Regions from separate parts of the Macaca mulatta genome. Here region 2 is linked to region 1. The links are chromatin contacts, called in public Hi-C maps. All regions are on one chromosome and are shown on one strand. The core of a region is the stretch at or near the end of the contact, and the rest is flanking DNA. Distances in the headings are between cores, read along the strand shown. Region 1 holds the start of SH3BGR (SH3 domain binding glutamate rich protein). Region 2 holds the start of BRWD1 (bromodomain and WD repeat domain containing 1).

What was found. A called contact is a pair of places that touch in the nucleus more often than the background predicts.
Region 2: a contact with region 1 is called in a Hi-C map of fetal cortex germinal zone, with 4 times the contacts expected there. The contact joins the promoter of BRWD1 here to the promoter of SH3BGR in region 1. A contact is called at or near these places in 2 of 14 Hi-C or Micro-C datasets (fetal cortex germinal zone and liver).

The regions. Positions count from the first base shown.
Region 1 is chr3:7,993,437-8,000,209 of T2T-MMU8v2.0, forward strand. It overlaps SH3BGR (SH3 domain binding glutamate rich protein), which reads right to left and starts at 3,869. Exons shown (of 8, transcript XM_015132871.3): 1 at 3,708-3,869. The coding sequence starts at 3,821. LCA5L (lebercilin LCA5 like) reads left to right here and starts at 3,867. Exons shown (of 10, transcript NM_001194409.2): 1 at 3,867-4,150.
Region 2 is chr3:8,145,941-8,152,713 of T2T-MMU8v2.0, forward strand. BRWD1 (bromodomain and WD repeat domain containing 1) reads left to right here and starts at 4,131. Exons shown (of 42, transcript XM_015132876.3): 1 at 4,131-4,329; 2 at 4,473-4,531; 3 at 4,674-4,703; 4 at 4,868-4,927. The coding sequence starts at 4,281. It overlaps LOC106997240, which reads right to left and starts at 4,165. Exons shown (of 1, transcript XM_015132879.3): 1 at 2,844-4,165. The coding sequence starts at 3,877. The coding sequence ends at 3,287.

The sequences.
Region 1 (6,773 bases), core at 2,619-5,118:
AAAAAAAAAAAAAAAAGAATGTTTATAAGACCAGTCCTTTGTCCAACTGGAGTTGTAGTAGGACCGCAAGGCATCGGCAGGGGTGTGTAGTGAGGGAGGGAATGTTTCCATTGGCTGGCATTAGGCAGTCTATCGGGGTCAGTTGGAAATTTTCCAGCTGAAGTTGTGTTGGCTGGTTTGTACTTACTTAATAGCAGTTAATAATGCAAAAATACGTAACTAACCCCTCATCCTTCTGGCTGTGACAGTCTGGGGTTTTTTTTGTTTGCTTGTTTTTCGTTTTTTGTTTTTGAGATGGAGTCTCACACTGTCACCAGGCTTGAGTGCAGTGGCTTGATCTCGGCTCACTGCAACCTCCACTTCCCAGATTCAAGTGATTCTCCTGCCTCAGCCTCCCGAGTAGGACATTCTGTTTCTGGTGCATCTCGTTTTAGGAACCAGGAGTTCATTTTGTCCATCTGTTGGAGTATATTTTAACAAGTCAAATAACATCACTTTTTGGGGTTTGTTTTTTTTTTTTTGAGACGGAATCTCGCTCTGTCGCCCAGGCTGGGGTGCAGTGGCCGGATCTCAGCTCACTGCAAGCTCCACCTCCTGGGTTTACGCCATTCTCCTGCCTCAGCCTCCCGAGTAGCTGGGACTACAGGCGCCCGCCACCTTGCCTAGCTATTTTTTTTGTATTTTTTAGTAGAGACGGGGTTTCACCGTATTAGCCAGGATGGTCTCAATCTCCTGACCTCATGATCCGCCCGTCTCGGCCTCCCAGAGTGCTGGGATTACAGGCTTGAGCCACCGCGCCCGGCCGTAACATCACTTTTTGATTTGACTAATTTTGATTTAAAGACATGAGGTACTGGCTACAAACTTCATAGGGACCCCCAGATGATCTCATGATAAATGACACCAGACGATATGTTTTCATTTACATAACTTTACAGACAACTTAAAATGACAAATAAAGACATGTGTTTATTATGTAGAATGATGGGAATGATCACCACAATAACTGTAGTGGGTTGAATACTGTTCCCCAAAATTCATGTTCACCCAAACCTCAGCATGTAAACTTATTTGGAAATAGGGTCTTTACAGATGTAATCATTTGGGGGGCCTTGTGAGTAAATCATCCCGGATTTAGGGTAGGCCCTAAGTCCAATGACTGGCTGTCCTTCTAAGAAGAGAAAGGGAGACACAGCAGAAAACCCTGTGAAGATGGAAGTAGAAACTGGAGTGGTGCTGCCACAAGTCAAGGAATAGCAGGAGCCCCCAGAAGCTGGAAGAGTCCAAGAATTCTCCCTGAGAGCCTTCAGAGGAAACATGGACTTTCAGATAATTTGGTTTCATACTTGTGACCTTCAGAAATGTGAGACAATGAAGTTCTACTGTTCTAAGCCCCTAAGTTCATGGTAATCTGTTACAGCATCCCTAGGAACCTAATACAGACAAATAAAGGCTATGCTTATTATGTGGCACGATGGAGATGGCCACCAGAATAGCAAAAGGCCATGGCTCTTCTCCTTCCATTGTATACACAGAAAAGAACAACCCCCTTCAAAAGCAAAAGCAAAGGCTGGGCACGATGGCTTATGCCTGAAATCCCAACACTTTGGGAGGCCGAGGTGGGCAGATCACTTAAGGTCAGGAGTTCAAGGCCAGCCTGGACAACATCGCAAAACCCCATCTCTACCAAAAATACAAAAAGAATTAGCCAGGTGTTGTGACTCACACCTGTAATCCCAGCTACTCAGGAGGCTGATGCAGGAGAATCACCTGAACCCAGGAAATGGGAAACAGAGGTTGTGGTGAGCTGAGATGGCAGCACTGCACTCCCGCCTGGGCAACAGAGTGATATGTCTCAAAAAAAAAAACAAAGACTATTCAATTGTAACAGAAAGATTCAAGGGCAGATTTGCAGAGTGACCTTATCAAGTCTACATACTGAGAAAAGCTGGTAGAAAAGAGGAGGAACCCATTCTAAGGAACCTCTACCTTTCAGTTCCTCCAGTCTTGAGCTCCAGGGTTAGATGTTCCCTCAACGGCAAACCTCTGCTCTTGTTACTGTCATGGGACCACCACCAGCCACCAAGCATCAATCAGCCCATCTTTCCATAATGTCAAGTCTAGGGTTTGTCTAATGTTTGCCTACCTGGAGATGTTGCCCCAACCACCACCACCAGCAAAAACAACCGGCACCCATCTTATACAGATAATTTCTTACCGAAGGAGTTCTAGAAATGCACGGCCCACCAAAACTCAGGGTAGGTCATGCATTTCTAGAGGAAGAAATGGCGATATGGAGAGAAAGCTTGTCCTAACCCACTTCTACCAAAGCAGGATTAAAGTCAATTTGAAAAAAAACACCCGTTTCTCCTTTTATATAAAAACCAAATGCAGAAACTATAAAAAGAAATCTAATAAGCTTGACTCTACACAAATACCAAAAGGCACTGTAAACAAAATTAAAGGTAACTGACAAACTGAGGAAGTATTTGCAACGTATATCGCAACCTAAGTTTTCAAGCATCAAAAGTTCTTACAAAACCAATTTTTACAAAGATGAATGCCAAGTTTTAAAATGAACAAAAGACAGGAAAACTCAAATCACACAATAAGGACAAATGGCACGAAAAATATGGGAAAAAGTCTATTCTTCCTACTAACAAGGAAGTGAATACAATCAAAGATGCCAATTTTTGACAATAAAATGGGCAAAAAAAAAACTGTAAGAAAAAAGAGAATTTCCAATGCGGGCCAAGGATTGGAACGTTTGCTGGAAGGCAGTTTCCCTCTACCTTTAGAAAGCCTCAAAGTGGCCGGGCGCGGTGGCTCAAGCCTGTAATCCCAGCACTTTGGGAGGCCGAGATGGGCGGATCACGAGGTCAGGAGATCGAGACCATCCTGGCTAACACGGTGAAACCTTGTCTCTACTAAAAATACAAAAAACTAGCCGGGCGAAGTGGCGGCGCCTGTAGTCCCAGCTACTCGGGAGGCTGAGGCAGGAGAATGGCGTAAACCCGGGAGGCGGAGCTTGCAGTGAGCTGAGATCCGGCCACTGCACTCCAGCCCGGGCGACAGAGCCAGACCCTGCAACCTCACATGTAGGAATTTATCCTAAGGAAACAGTCAGGGGTGACGTCAAAGATTCATCTGCAAGGATATTCAACATGGCTTTGATACAGGAAAAAAAGTAAATAAATAAAAGGAAACAATGTAAGTCTTCCTAAATGATGCCAAATTCCTATGCTGTCATTAAAAAGCACCTACAACTCCATCATCTAGGTGATTTTGACTTTTGCTTTGGACATTTTGCCTGGACATTTCTAAATTCTCTATGCCAAATAATGCATTGTTTTGTCATCAGATTTTGTTTTACAAAAACAAACCAAAACAAAAAAACCATCTTTATGACACGGGGTTAATAGGGAAACTGTGCTTCCCAGGCATTGACCAGGCGTCTACACCTGCTGCCTAGCAGCCTACCAGTAGGCGTCTACACCCGCCTACTGACTCAAGCCACCTAAGGCTGGCCGAGCCTTAAGAGGGCGCCAGAGCGCCAGAACACGTGAAGCACGACAAGCTCCCTCGCTCCCGGTGCGGCCACGGGGGCAGGCAGGGCGCCGAACAGGGACGGCAGGAGGCTTGTTTACAGACGTCTACACAAGCAACTCACTTTCCCGAACCGAAGAAAAACGCGAGGCCACACTGACCTCCAGGCCAAACACGCCCCTCCCGGCCGCGGCGTCCGCTTCCCGAGTGCGCATGCGCGCGCCCAGCACCCTCAGGCCTGCGCGTCCCAGCAGGCCTCGCGCACGGGTTTCCATGGCGACGGGCCGCCACTGCGGCCTTGCTGCAGTCGCGGGAACCGCGCGGAACAGGTAATGACCCAACTGCCGCCATCGTCCGCCGCAGCCGGTTGCCCTGTTACTGCCCCAACGCTGGTCCCGTCCGGACGCGCCTGCTACGCTCTTTCTGGGCTTCCGGTATCGCCGGTCACTGCGTCCTCGCCCCTGCCTGCCTCGCTGGCGCCTGGCCGTTTCCTCCTCGCAGCGCAGTCTGGCAAGGAACAGCTACTCCGGCTCGGCAGTGGCCAGGCGCCCCGGCGACACACGTACTCTCAGGCCCGCTGGGCAGGGGGGACGCCTGGGCCGAGGTGACCGAGCGCGCCCGGGGCCGCGCCTGGGTCCGGCAAGGGGGCAGAGGCCGATCTCACCGCCGCCCCACCGAGGGACTTACGGGTTTTTCTATCTGAATCTTCTATCTGACCTCCGATTTTGCCTTTGCTTACTTGCTGTTTTGCTTGGGATTCGTTTTTCTTTAAAACCTTAGCGCTGGCATCTCCCTATGTCGCAGGAATCTAAATCTTTTGAAATGTCTTCTCTGTGTATGTCCCCCACTCGCCCAGTCTCGGGACTCTTTATCCACACCCTTTCCTCAGCGTGTTAACATCTCGTTGCCACACTGAAGCCAACGGTTAAGTTTTTTAAGAGCCCAGTTTTTTTCACGGCTGAATGTGAGCTTGAGCCTTTTTGCGTCTCCTCTCAATCCCTAGATGAACTCATCCAGTCTCCTGTACTCAGAGCCTATCTGAATGCCAGTGAGCCCCAAGTGTGCATTCCCAGCCCTCGCCCCTCCCCTGAACACCAGACCCCTGCATTCAGCTGCCTGCCACATCCCTACTTGGATGTCTACAGCATCTCAAACGCAGCTTATCCAAAATAGCTCTCAATAACTCCCCAAGCCAAGCCTGTCCTCCCACAATCTTAATCCGCCATAGTTGCTGGGAATTCCATTCTCCAGTTGCCCGAGCCTTGTATCCTGCTTGAGTCCTGTTTTTCTCTTCCTCACCTTCAGTCTGTCAGCACTGCCTTCAAAATGCACCCGAATAGATTCACAATTCTACCATTTCTCTCAACCCCCACTGTCACCACCTTGGTCCAGGCCCCCATCATCTGGTGCCTGGATTACTTTACTTGCTTCCTAATTGGTTTCCCTGAGTCTGCCCCTCCCCCACTTGAGCATGACAGCCTTAATGCTATTTCCCGTTCTCTGTTATTTCGTATGAATAAGTTTTTTAAAGGATTATGTAAATTACAATTTCCTTATATAAATTACAATTTCCGTAGATAAAAGTGCAATATTTTCAGTATGTATTTTGCACATTGCAACTTCTAAACCGGGTAAACAAGTCTACATAAGCATCATGCTAACAAGCTGACAGTGTAAAGATGCGCCTTAGCTGTGTTAGGTATATATATGACAGTGCCCCTGGAACAGAACTATGGCCAGAGCTTTACCAGGGACTGTCCTGAAGAACAAAAGAATCCAGAGCCGGGCCGGGCGCGGTAATCAAGCCTGTAATCCCAGCACTTTGGGAGGCCGAGACGGGCGGATCATGAGGTCAGGAGATCGAGACCATCCTGGCTAATACGGTGAAACCCCGTCTCTACTAAAAAAATACAAAAAACTAGCCGGGCGAAGTGGCGGGTGCCTGTAGTCCCAGCTACTCGGGAGGCTGAGGCAGGAGAATGGCGTGAACCCAAGAGGAGGAGCTTGCAGTGAGCTGAGATCCGGCCACTGCACTCCAGCCTGGGTGACAGAGCAAGACTCCGTCTCAAAAAAAAAAAAGAATCCAGAGGCTTCTTCCCAGTGCAAAGACAGGAATCATGTAGGAGTTTAAGCTCTTCCTTTTTTTATTTTTTAGAGAAGCACCAAAAGAGGCAAACTGAGATGCAGACAAATGATCATCCGTATGCTGATCATTTTGATAGTAAGTACCTGGGTGCTGATACGGCGATCAATGTGACAGGTCCCTGCCCTCAAGGAGCTAAGGTCCCTACATACCTGTACCCTTGCCAATCTCTCTCTCTTTTTTTTTCATTTTTTTGAGATATTGTCTCACTCTGTTGGCCAGGCTGGAGTGCAGTGGCATCATCTTGGCTCACTGCAACCTCCATCTCCCGGGCTCAAGCAATTCTCCTGCCTCGGCCTCCTGAATAGCTGGGATTACAGGTGTGCACCACCACACCCAGCTAATTTTTGTATTTTTAGTAGAGATGGGGTTTCACCATGTTGGCCAAGCTGGTCTCAAACTCCTGACCTCAGGTAATCCGCCCGCCTCGGCCTTCCAAAGTGCTGGGATTACAGGCATGAGCCACCACGCCTGGCCCTACCCTTGCCACTCTCTTAAACCCTATCTTTTCTCTTTTGCCGTCAGGTAAAACCCCAATTAACCAAAGTAACAGAGTAGGATTGCCACAGTTAGCTGAGGGTCTATAGGAGATTGCATTTCATAAATGACCACTTTACTCAGATTTGATCTCCCACCACACCCTTGTGCTGTCACTTCATAGAGAAACTTGAAGCTGTCACATGGGAATCCCCTCATTCTTCAGCTGCCAAAACTGCAAGCCTTACTTATATCTGTTCCTACCTTCCTTCCTCCTCCTAACCAAAGCCACTCCCTCTCTGTGCTTTGGATCCCATCCCTTTCCACTCGCCAAAAACTCTACACTGTCAGGTATGCATTCCCTCTCCCGTATGATCACCTATTCCATCTCAGCTGGCTCTGCCATGGTTTTGAAGCATGTTGAAGTTTCCCATCACAAAAGAGAAAAAAAAGAATCTCCTATGACCCCACATTCCCCTTCAGTTTCCAGTTATTGTCCAATCCCTTATCCCTTTCGACAGGCAAACTTTAAAGAACTGCCTTATTCGATACCTCTATTATTTGTCTCTCACTCCTCAGCCAGCCTGGCTTCCCCTTCATCTCTGCT
Region 2 (6,773 bases), core at 2,881-5,380, 150 kb after region 1:
TTTCCTCATTCTTAAAATGGGAACAACACAATCTAAGACTTGCCTGTGGTAAATGAGATTACACATATACTTATGTGGGTTTTCAAATGTCAGCTCTCTGATGCACTAGCTGTGCAATCTTGTGTAAGTCTCCTACTTTTCAGGTCCCATTTTCCTCTTTCGTGAAACATGGCCAAGGGATAAAGGACTCTGCAGCGTTTGTGTTTCAGTCTAATACTGTCGACTTGGGATTGCAGTCCAGCCACCACTTACCAGCTATATGCTCTTGGGCCATACTTAAATCTCTCCGCGTCTCAGCTTTCTCCTTGTGCAGTGAGCCTATCATTGACATCTGAGAGCTGTTTATCCAGTCAGGAGTTGCTTGCCACCGGCTAAGACATTGGTTCCCTTGAAAATGCAACCCTATAGCTTAATGTCACCTGCTGTTAAGATTTTCCAACATTTACTTACCATATAGCTTTCTTGTGGTGAAACTCAAGTTATTTTCATTTACCCAAAAGCAAACCTCAGTGTGTACGTAAGGAATGGCTTGGATTGAATTGTGTGAGGAATACACCGATTCTTGCCTTGTTTGGAGACCACTTCTGGCAGGTACCCACTAAGGAGTTGCTCCTGGACAGCGTATTTCCTTTTCCTCCTCCTGGTAGGCACATGTGAGTTGTATCTGAGTCTTTTGCCATCTGGGAGTTGAATGGGGAAGATATTCTCCCTCTCATTAGAAATCTTTTTTCCTATTCAAAATCTAGAAAGAATATTTGTCATGAACGTGACAGTAAGTCGTAAAAGGACTCCCAGGGCGCTTGCAAAGGAAAACTCATGTCATCATGTTTTTTTTTTTTTTTTTTTTTTGAGACAGGGTCTTGCTCTGCTGCCTAGGCTGGAGAACAGTGCTGTGGTCATGGGTCACTGCAGCCTCCATCTCCCAGGCTCTAGCCATTCTCTTGCTTCAGCCTCCTAAGTAGCTGGGGCTACAGGTACACACCTACCATACCTGGCTATTTTTTATTTTTTGTAGAGATGGGGTCTCACCATGTTGCTCAGGCTGGTCTCGAACTCCTGGGCTCAAGCAATCCTCTGGCCTTGGCCTCCCAAACCACTGGGATTACAGGTGTGAGCCACTGTGTCTGAGCTCGTGTCATCATTTCCGATCTCCTGTAATGGTTACTATGCTGCCAACCACCAGAACTATAATTTCAGACAATGACCTGAACTTGGAATATAAATTCTTGTTAATATCTTTTGGGGGTTTTTATCTTATGCCCTTGTTACAAAATGAAATGTACAACTCCTTGGTCAATCATTGAAAGTTTAAATTCACCCCTGATGTCTTTGTCATTTGGTAACATTGGTAATCTTGCAGCATCAGATCACACTGTACCATAGTTATCAATGCACTGTAACTTCGAATAATCAAGTTGTTGCAAGCAGTTACTCATGTTAACAATCTAGCTACCAGCTTGTATGCCCTACCTTATTTGTTGGCACAACCTCAGCAAGCCCCAAACGAGATTTTTGTGATTCTTTTTTATTTCATCCCAACTTCATCTTGCAGACTTAATGTCCTACATATTTCTGAACTTGTCTCTTCACTATCCTTATAACCAATGCCCTCATATATCTTTTCTATTTCAGGGGTCTGTTAAGCGCCTCTTGGTCTTAACTTTCTCAAATCCATCCTAAAATAGAAAATGATTCCTTCCTGGCTTAGAATCCTTCAACTGCTACCAATTTCAGCTTCTGACATCATGATCCCATCCTCTCCGAAGTCACCCCAAGTAGTCACACTAAACTTCGGATTCCTTAAACTAAAAATTATATTTATGTCTTGGCCCTCTGTTGTTTCTATGTCTGAAATCCCTTTACACACATTGTAGGCCTGGATAACCTGAACTTCCCTAACATTTCCCCCACGCAGAGGCAAGTTGATCCTCCTATCTCTGCCCTAAATCGTGTCATTATTTGCTTACATCTGTTCCCCCTAAGAGACGCTGAAGTCTTTGATGGCAAAGCTGTGGCTCATTTCCCACTCCTTTTTTTTTTTTTTTTAAATCACCATCACTTGTTACTGCTTGCTGAGTTAACAGATGTAAGGAGTTAACTTACTGATGCACTAGCTCAAACATGTTTAGATTGTTACCTCACAGATATATATTTTTTTGAGACAGTCTCGCTCTGTTGCCCGGGCTGGAGTGCAGTGGCACGATCTCAGCTCACTGCAGCCTCTGCCTCCGGGGTTCAAGCAATTCTGCGTCAGCCTCTCAAGCAGCTTGGACTACAGGCGCGCACCCCCGCAGGTGGCTAACATTTTGTATTTTTAGTAGAGACGGGGTTTCACCATGTTGGCCAGGATGGTCTTGATTTCCTGACCTCATGATCCGCCCGCCTTGGCCTCCCAAAGTGCTGGGATTACAGGTGTGAGCCAGCACGCCTGGACAGCCTTACAGGTATCTGTATCTATTTATAAATACATATAAAAGCTTTTGGCCAGGCGCGTTGGCTCACGCCTGTAATCTTCAGCACTTCGGCAGGCCGAGGCGGGTGGATAACCTGAGGCCAGGAGTTCGAGACCAGCCTGGCCAACACAGTGAAACCCCCGTCTCTACTAAAAATATAAAAATTAGCCGGACGTGGTGGCACGTGTCTGCAATTCCAGCTACTCGGGAGGCTGAGGCTGCAGTGAGGTGAGATCACACCACTGCACTCCAGCCTGGGCGACAGAGCAAGACCCTGTCTCAAGGAAAAAAAAAAAAAAAAAGCTTTTGCTATTTGGTGTAAATAAAAGCCAACTGTATACGGTGCTTACTATATGCCAGGAACACATTAATTCATTAAATCCTCACCACTTTATGAGGCAGGCACAAATATTGTGTTTACTAGTGAGGAATTATCTACGGTTTACTGGTAAGGAAAACTGAGACCCACAGGTTGTGACTTGCTCAAGGTCAAGCTGGTGGAGCCAAGACAAGGTGCAGGCAGTGAGTCCTGCCCCAGAGTCTGACCTGAACCACATTTAACCTCTCTGTGGTGTGTGGGTTATTGCCATGAGTAAGAATCAGAACGTTAACGCGCACTCCAGGAAGGCAGGGACACCATTTAGGGTCACCGCTGTACTTCAGGGGTCAGAGCAGGGCAGGCTGGATGCGCTGAGGAAACTCATACAGTTAGGTCAGAAGCCTGGCAAGACAAGGGAATTCTCTGGTCCTCGTCCACCTCTCCAACCTCACGTCTACTAGTCTTCCAAGAGGATTCTAACTACACATGGCTCCCGAGTTTCCGGCTTCTCTTCTCAGGGAGGGTCTGCGGCCCGTTGCACCGCCTTCTCCCCGCAATCCCGTTTTCCTGTCCATGCCTGGACGGATCCGGCCGAGCCGTCAGCCGCAGCTGCGCGCTGCTCCCCCGACTCGCACCCCCTCGGCGAAGCGCTGCATTTTATGTAATTTTCTACCAGGCTGCCGGCTTCTGGGGGCTGCGGCTGGGTCTCGGCGGCCTTCAGCGCCGCAGACGCTCCGGCAACGCCGGTATCCGAGGCCCCCGCCCTAGGCTCGCGGGTCCGGGCGGCGTTCCCCCGTGCGGGAGGCGCGGCGAGCCAATCCTCACTTTCAAAGCTTTCGCGTCCTGGAAGTCTATCGTGGGGGGCAAAACGCGCTGGCCCCAGACGACCGGTTCGTGAAGTCACCCTTCCGAGCGACCCGGAGCGGGCGACCCTGCAGAACCGCGGCTCGGGGCCCTTGCGGTCCCGCGTAGAGGACCCAGGTCCCGCGGGGGGCGGCGGTGACTCGCCCCCTCCGGCGGCCGCGCTTCCGCCCCCGGTACCCGCACGCTGCTGGACCGCCCGGCGTCGCGTCGCCGCCTCACAAAGCCTGGGCGGCCGCCTCATCGCGCGCAGGGATCCGGGCCACGCGCCCTCCCCTCCCCCACTCGCCGCCGCTACCCTGGGCGCCCAGGTCTTTACCCCCGCGTCACTTTCTCCTCATCGAGTCCCCGGAGACAGACAGCGGAGCGAGGCTCGCCTTCCCGGGCGAGACGCAAGCTCCAGTCCTCCCTTGGCGCCGAGGCCCCCGCGCCCCACGGAGGGACTACTTTCCGTCTCCTGTGAGGCACTACTTCCTCCCCCGCGGAGGCGTCGGACCAGGAGGCGCGCACGGCATGGCGGCGGCAGCGGCGGCGGCGGCGGCGGCGGCGCGCGCCTGAGGAGAGGGGACGCCAGCCCGGTCAGGCCTCGGCGCGGCCTACACGCTCCGCTCGCTCGCTCGCTCCCGCCTCCCGCCCCGTGTCCGGCCATGGCGGAGCCCTCGTCCGCCCGACGCCCGGTGCCTCTCATCGAGTCGGGTAAGACGCGAGGCCGTGCCACCCCCGTCCTGGCGCTCCCAGCTGCTTCGGCTTCCCCGGCTGCCCCGGCCCCGACCCCGTCCCGGTCCCGGGCCCCGTCCCCTCCCTGCCCGGGCTTGACCCAACTCCCTGTCTTCCCGCAGAGCTGTACTTCCTCATCGCCCGGTACCTATCGGCGGGCCCGTGTCGGAGAGCGGCCCAGGTGAGTGCGGGCCCGCGGGCGGCTGCGGACTTGGCGTCCCCGGTGTCCCCTCCGCCGCCGGGGGTCGCGGGTGGAGGGCGGGGGTGAAGCGGGCGCGCCCCGGGCCCGGCCCCACCCCTGACCGCGCGTCTCTCGGCCGCAGGTGCTGGTGCAGGAGCTGGAGCAGTACCAGGTCTGTGCCCGCCCGTCCCCGCGCGCCCGTCCCCGCGCTCCCTCGCGTCCCTCCTCCCGACCTTGCCCTGAGGGATGCTCGCCCGCGCCCCCCGCCCGCCCCGCGCCCCCCGCCCGCCCCGCGCCGGAGCGGTGGTCACTCGTGTGCGTTTCGTGTCTTTCCAGTTGTTGCCGAAGAGGTTGGACTGGGAGGGCAACGAGCACAACAGGAGCTACGAGGAGTTGGTGAGCATTGGGCACGTTTGCTCCCCGGGTTCTCCGTGCACCGCCCCCCGCCCCTGCCCCTGCCCCTGCCCCTCGTGGGGACCCCGGCCCGTGGGGTGCAAAGTGTGAGCCGCACTGGAGGGCGGCCCCAGGACAGCTGCCTTCCCCGCTGAATATTCTGTTTTGTTTTTGAGGCGGCCAGGTTTGTTTTGGCAGGAAACAGTCATGGGGGGCGGCGCGGGGCGGAGCGGTGGGGGCGACTCGCGGAGGTCCTGCGGCAGGGGTGGGGCTCCAGGTGCGGCCGCCTCTGCGGGGTGTGGCGTGCGCAGCCAGCCATTCAACGGGGCGGTTTCATCCGCTCCCCCCCTCTCCACCGCGCTTGTAACTCGCGCTCTGATTGGCCTCTCGTGTCTTGTCCCGCCCGGGTCTGTCCCCCACTTGTTCTTTAGGAATAGAATCATTGGTCTCTGAAGGTGGAGAAATGTTCTTGTGTTGAGCTTATTTTTTGTTTTGTCCGCAGCAGCGTCATAAAAATCTTGCAGCTGTGTGAATATGCTACTGTAATACTTGTGCTCTTTTCTCCTGTACAATATTTGTTGAACGCCGTAGAAAGTTGATTGATGAGTTTCACACTGATCTTGCTGTAGATAATAAAGTGCTTTAAATAGACACTTTCTTTTTGAGCTCGGTTAATCGTGCATTACAGTCTCATTTCTTTTGTGAACCTGGTTAATATCTCTATATAACTTGCTTTTATCTGTAGTTAACAGCAGTTGCAGGGATTCGTTTGTTTTTACTGGAGACATTTTTCAGGAATGTATTTTTGCCATTTCGTTATTAGGACAAAGGAAATTCGTTGATTGCCAGGCCATGTTCAGCATCTTGTATAAGGAAAACAATTGAGAGGGAAAAGAGCTTCTGAGTGATCTTTTACCACAGTTTGAAGACCTGTAACCCTTAAGCGGTAGAGTATGGTAGCAAGTGAAAAGAAGAAAAATCAGTTTTAGAAGATTACCGGTTTTGAATTAGAGACAACAAAAGAAACCAGAGAATATGTTATTTTCGTGAGCAGTTAAAACTTGAAGCCTGGTGCAAGTAGCAAGTAATTTTAATATTTGCCTTCTTAGATTTTGAAGTAAACACTTAAAAGTGGATGTTTTCAAGAGAATGAGTTATAGAAATTCTGATGATGGCAATTTGTTTTCTTGAGTTTGACATTTTGAGATAGTTTTTTTGTAAACGTTGAGGAAACATTTAAAGGACGCCCTCTTTTAGTTTTCTCCACGGATAATATAGCTTTATCGGTGAAGCGGAAAAGCATTGTTGGTTATGATGCTCTAGTCGTGCTACCTGAGAGAAAATAACTTGAAAGAAATGTAGTGCTGTAACTACTGGAAAAGTTACTTTTAAAATACATTTATAGGGGCTGGGTGCAGTGGCTCATAGCTGCAATCCCAGCACATTAGGAGGCCGAGGTGGGAGGAGCACTTGAGGCCAGGAGTTCCAGACCAACTCTGCCTCCACAAAAAATAAGTAACAGAAAAATTAGGCGGATGTGGTGGTGCGTGCCTGTGAGTCCCAGCTATTTCGGAGGCTGAGGCGGAAGGATCACTTGACTCTGCGAGTTTGAGGCTGTATTGAACTATCCTCCTGCCACTGCACTCCAGCCTGGGAGATGGAGCAAGGCCTAGTTTCTTAAAAAAACCAAAACAAAAAACCAAAAAAATTTATATAAGATTTTTGGCTTTTGTTGCTAGAATTGCTTAAAACCCTACTTACTGTTGTTTAAAGTCATTTAAATTCTGTGATAATACGGCTGTGATTTGGCTGTGACATATGGCATCTCTTATTGCCTCCCTGATTTGGT